2 separate regions of the Sus scrofa genome follow, and region 2 is linked to region 1. Evidence: chromatin contacts called from public HiChIP or PLAC-seq data. All regions are on one chromosome and are shown on one strand. The core of a region is the stretch at or near the end of the contact, and the rest is flanking DNA. Distances in the headings are between cores, read along the strand shown. Region 1 overlaps C1H9orf84. Region 2 has its middle 120 kb from the start of UGCG.

The links. HiChIP or PLAC-seq counts read pairs in DNA pulled down with a chosen protein or histone mark.
Region 2: an H3K27ac HiChIP or PLAC-seq map of alveolar macrophages shows a contact between it and region 1. The contact joins two enhancer-like sites. A contact is called at or near these places in 1 of 47 Hi-C or Micro-C datasets (skeletal muscle) and 1 of 2 datasets of contacts at active chromatin or transcription factors (alveolar macrophages).

What each region holds. Positions count from the first base shown.
Region 1 is chr1:252,511,889-252,514,588 of Sscrofa11.1, reverse strand. The region is part of intron 15 of C1H9orf84; the gene reads left to right. Among named protein-coding and RNA genes, the nearest start is that of C1H9orf84, 42 kb to the left of the region's middle. Within about 2 kb of position 1,433, at least 1 of the 83 cell types and tissues checked has an H3K27ac peak or open chromatin away from gene starts, as enhancers often do. A contact at or near this core is called in alveolar macrophages, where this site is marked.
Region 2 is chr1:252,767,175-252,769,969 of Sscrofa11.1, reverse strand. No RefSeq gene overlaps it. Among named protein-coding and RNA genes, the nearest start is that of UGCG, 120 kb to the right of the region's middle. Within about 2 kb of position 1,314, at least 33 of the 83 cell types and tissues checked have an H3K27ac peak or open chromatin away from gene starts, as enhancers often do. A contact at or near this core is called in alveolar macrophages, where this site is marked.

The sequences.
Region 1 (2,700 bases), core at 184-2,683:
TAAAATTTTGTATTTAACTTGAAATTATGAAATAGTTTTTATTTCAGTATACTATTTGGTCCTTTGAGAAGTTTTCACCTTAAGTAAGTTAACAGGACAGAATCAGACCCAGAGAAAGTATCATTTGTATCATTATTCATATGTCTTGAGTTTTAAAAATACTTTAATTTTATTATACACAGTGTTCTATGGATTAGTCCTTCAAATCTCAAAAATTTTGTATTCTACTTAAAAGTTCATGAACATATACCCACAATAAAACTATAATAATTAATTTTTAGATATTGAGCCAGAATCTGATACAATTCTTTTTTTAAAAAAGCAGTTCATTCATTCCTTGGATTATATTGGAAATTTTTGCCCACTCTCCCTCAAGCATTGAAAGAAGTTTGCATGGGAGTTCTCTTGTAGTATAGTGGGTTAAGGATCCAGTGTTGTCACTGCAGTGGCTTGGGTTTGATCCCTGGCCCAGGAACTTCCATGTGCTGCAGGCATGGCAAAAAAAAAAAAAAAAAAAAAAAAAAAAAAAAAAAAAAAAAATTTCATAAATAAAGATTTAAGAGAAAATACTTTTTAAAATCTTTTAAAGCAGAAAAGCATCTGAAATGCTTTACACTAAATATGCAAATAAATTTGGCCTTTTTCTTCGTTTTTCTCTCTCTCCCTCCTACTCTATGGTTACTTGGGTAACTTGCTTAAGTCTTTAAAGTGTATTAAACCAATTAGTAAGAAATTTAGAAGTGGGGAGTTATGTCGGCATCATGACAGGATGAGATGCTCTCTTTGTCTCTCCCCTTCAATCTACAACCAGTAAAACATCCACAACTCAACAAAAGTGCCTCTGCCCAACACACCAGAACACTGGAGCATTCTACACATCTATACATCTCAAGGTGGGTGGAATGGAATACATAGAAGAGGTAGAACTTGGGGATCAGCATAGTCAGTCACTGCAGTTCTAGCCCCTGGGCTGTGGCAGCTGAGCCCACAGACCCAGAGAACCCAATAGCAGCAAGGGTGGTAGCACACATGACCCCAGCCTCCCACTTGCAATGGAGCCAGCAGCCACAAATAACTGGGCAGTAGTGGCAACAAAAGCCTGTTACACACTCCAGCTGCAGAGGGGCCCGCAACTCTGGCTACCCACCCTCCAGCTGCAGTAGGCGAGCCCAGAAACCTGACAAGACCAGACCAGGCAGAGGTGCACGTGATCCTACGTCCTACCCCCTGCTGTCCTCCCCACCACAGTGACAGAGCCTGTGACTAAGGGGATCCCAGATGAGGCCACCAACTTGGTACCTCAGGCAGTGACACCAGTGATTCCAGCAACAGCAAGGCACCAACAACCCTGGAGGCACAAGCAGTGATAACTTATGCCCTGGGTGACAGTTCTGACAGAGACTTTGCGGGGCAGAAAGTGCCAATACAACCAGAGGCAGCCCAGGTAACAGGAACCAAAAACTTGTTCTATGGTGCCACCTACTGGAAAATAAAAGAAAGGCCTCTAATTTGTGAATTGTTCATTAGAATCAAGTAAAAACAATTATTTTTACCTAAAGAAGAAAGTTGTTCACTACTTCAAATGTGCCAGCTGAGGAACAACTTATCAAGCATCATGAAGAACTACAGTAACACTGAATCACAAAAACGAAATGACAGTTCACCAGAAACCAAACTTAAAGTCATGGAATATTGCAGTCTGACTGATAGAGAATTCAACATAGCTGTCATGAAGAAATTCAACAAGGCACAAGAAAACTCAAAGAGGAAGTTATATGAGCTCAGGAATAAAATTAATGAACAGAAGAACAAAGAGCCTGAAACTAAAAAAGAACCAAATTCTGGAGCTGAGGAACTCAATAAATGAGATGAAGATAGCATTAGAAAGCATTGAAAATAGAGCATATCATATAGAAGAGAGAATTAGTGAGCTCAAAGATAAAAATCTAGAAATGATACAGGTAGAAAAGAGAAAAGAATTAAGACCTTAAAAAAAGGGAGTTCCTGGAGTTCCCATCGTGGTGCAGCGGAAACAAATCCAACTAGGGACCATGAGGTTACAGGTTCAATCCCTGGCCTCACTCAGTGGGTTAAAGATCCGGCTTTGCCTTGAGCTGTGGTGCAGGTTGCAGACATGGCTCGGATCTGATGCGGCTGTGGCTGTAGCTGTGGTGTAGGCCAGCAGCTATAGCTTCAATTTGACTGCTAGCCTGGGAACCTCCACATGCCGCAAGTGCAGTCCTAAAAAAGCAAAAAAAAAAAAAAAAAAAAAAAAAAAAAGATCTTAAAAAAGAGAAAATTCTATGAAAGCTATCTGACTCTTTTAGGAAGAGCAACATTAGAGTAAAGGTTATCCCAGAAGGAGATGAAACAGAGAAGGTATCATAGAGTTTATTTAAAGAAATCATAGTTGAAAACTTCCCAAATCTGGAAAGGGAACAGGATATACAAGTCTTTGAAGCTAAGGAGAACACCAAATTACCTCAATGCAAAAAGATCTTCTCCATGACACTGTCAAAAGTCAATAAAAAAAGAATTTTAAATGCAGCCAGTGAAAAAAGGTTGGCAACCTACAAAGGAATATCTTTTAAGCTCTCAGCAGATTTCTCAGCAGAAATCTCATAGGCCAGGAGGAAGTAGAATGACATTCTCAAAATACTGAAAGACAAAAATGGTCATGCAAGAACACTAACAAAATGA
Region 2 (2,795 bases), core at 65-2,564, 260 kb before region 1:
CGCTGGCCTACGCCACAGCCGCCACAGCAACGTGAGATCCGAGCTGCATCTGCGACCTATACCGCAGCTCAGGGCAACGCCGGATCTTCAACCCATTCAGCAAGGCCAGGGATCGAACCCTCAATCTCATGGTTCCTAGTTGGATTCATTAACTACTGAGCCACGACGGGAACTCCCCTAATTATTTCTGTGAATATATTTTCATTTCCTTTGAGTAGGTTCTCGGGGGTGAAATCTATGGTACGATTTACGGTAAATTTTCTGTTAGGCTTTTTTTGTTTGTTTGCAAAAACACAAGTAGCACAATAAGTCATTTCCCCAGATATGATTGGTCTTTCTATTTCTTTCCATTTCCCTCTTTTCCGAATGGAGAAAAATGTCCTTTTTATAATCAAATATATCAATACAGGGTTGTTGCTTTAGGTTAGACTCTTTGCAATGGGGAACTCAGTGCTTTTAATTTAATTTGTTTTAGTAGAGATAATTCATATAACACAAAATTCACCATTTAAAAAGGTACAGTTCTGGAGTTCCCGTCGTGGCTCAGGGGAAACAAATCTGACTAGCATCCATGAAGATGCCGATTGGATCCCTGGCCTCACTCAGTGGGTTAAGGATCTGGCCTTGCCCTGAGCTGTGGTGTGGGTCACAGATGCAGCTTGGATCTGGCATTGCTATGGCTGTGGTGTAGGTCCTCGGCTATAGCTCCGATTCGACCCCTAGCCTGGGAACCTCCATATGCCGCAGGTGTGGCCCTGAAAAGTAAAAAATAAAAATAAATAAGTACAGGTCCATGATTCTTAGACTGTTCACTATGTCGTGTCACCATCACACCACCTAATTCCAGAGTATTTCCATCACCCCAAAAGAGCCCCTACCTATTTATTAGCTATCAGTCCCAATTCCTCTCTCATCCCACCCCCTGAGAAGTGCTAATCTACTTTCTATACATCTGGGTTTGCCTATTCTAGAAATTTCATAAATATGGAACCATACAATATGTGGTCTTCTGTGTTTTGCCTCTGTCACTTAGTCTAATATGTTTGGCTTAAAAAAAAAAAAGCAAAAAACACCTTATAAGGTGTTCCTGCTGTGCAGGTGCAGTGGGTCAAGGGTCTGGCATCGCTGCAGCTGTGGCATAGGTCAAAGCTTCGGCTCGGGTTTGATTCCTGTCCCAGGAATTTCCATTTGCTGGGGGTGTGGCCAAAAAGTCACCTTGTACCCTTCTGCATTCCCATCAGCAGTATATGACGGTTCCAGTTCCTCTGGAGAGTACGCTAATGATGACCATTCTGTTATTATCATGAAATTGAAACAGAAGGGATGTGCCTGGCTCAGCAGCAAACACACCCCTCTGAGCTGTGTCCCTGTGGCAGGGAGCAGGAACAACAGGCTGGGGGAAGGAGACTCATCCTATGTCAACAGCAACTTTGTTCTGGGCTTTCTAGAGAAGCCGACATGCTGCCAACTCATTTTTTCAGGAACTGCTTCTTTAGGGAAGCCTGTTTGGCTCTTCCCACATTCTGGACTGAAGTAGGGAAAGAAATGGGACAGAGGCTAATTTAGGAGATTTAAAAAGACAACATGAAATAACATCACTCGCCAGGGTGCCTTTTCCTTTCTTTTCTTCCTCCTGGAAATACCCAACTAAGTTTGCAAAAGTGGTTTTTGTGATTACTTGATTATAGGAGCTCATCTGAAAAGAGAAACCTCGCCGTTCTGAGAACCACAGCTCAACCCCACTCCACGGCTCTTGTGCAACCTGCCAGGCACATCCCAGGAGAATGGTGGCAGCACAGAGTCGCAGGAAGAACTCTGAGTTAGCAGCCAGATTGCGTTTGGGGACTGATTTCAAAAGGCACCTTGGAAAGTTACTTCACTCAATGTCATTGCTGCTAAAGTCAGTTCTGATAGGTGCTGGAAGAACAAATATAACACAGCAGAGGGAGGAAAGGTATTAAAAACTGTGGTTTGTTACAGGAAAACAGAAAAACACACACACACCACAAAAAGGCATGCCAAAATGTAGGTCTTCTGTTCCGTGCCTTAGGGCACAGAGAGTTGGATGGGTTTCCTTACACGATGAAAGAACAAATATCTCTGATGCGAAAACACAGTGACAGTGTCCCTTCTCAAAAACTCACAGGGACAAAACTCACATCCCCTTCTCAGCTATTGGCTATTGCATATCAGCTGTTGAGGGTGTTTCTTTTTTCTTTTTTCTTTTTCAGCTGAACCCTTGGCATATGGAGGTTCCCAGGTTAGGGGTCGAATAGGAGCTGCAGCTGTTGGCCTACGCCACAGCCACAGCAAGGTCAGATCCAAGCAGAGTCTGTGATCTACACCACAACTGATGGCAATGTCAGATCCCCCACCCACTGAGCGAGGCCAGGGATTGAACCTGCATCCTCGTGGATACTAGGACTTTTTCTCAGCTGCACAATGCGAACTGCGGGCTGGCCCTTCTTATATCACTATTTCTCTCTCTTATGTATTCTTTAGGCTTGGGCATAAAAAGCAGTTTGAGAATATGCTCAATAACCCAGTGCAATTCCCAACATGTGGGATAAAAATAATTATTCAGAAGGCTACTTTCTTAGTAAAAGAAATGGGGCTTAGAAGGAGGCTTGGTCTTCTCTCTAATATCTTTATTTTATTTATTTTTTTTAATTTTTTGTCTTTTCTAGGGCCGCACCCATGGCATAAGGAGGTTCCCAGGCTAGGGGCCGAATCGGATTTGTAGCTGCCAGCCTACACCAGAGCCATAGCCAGATCCGAGCCTCGTCTGCGACCTA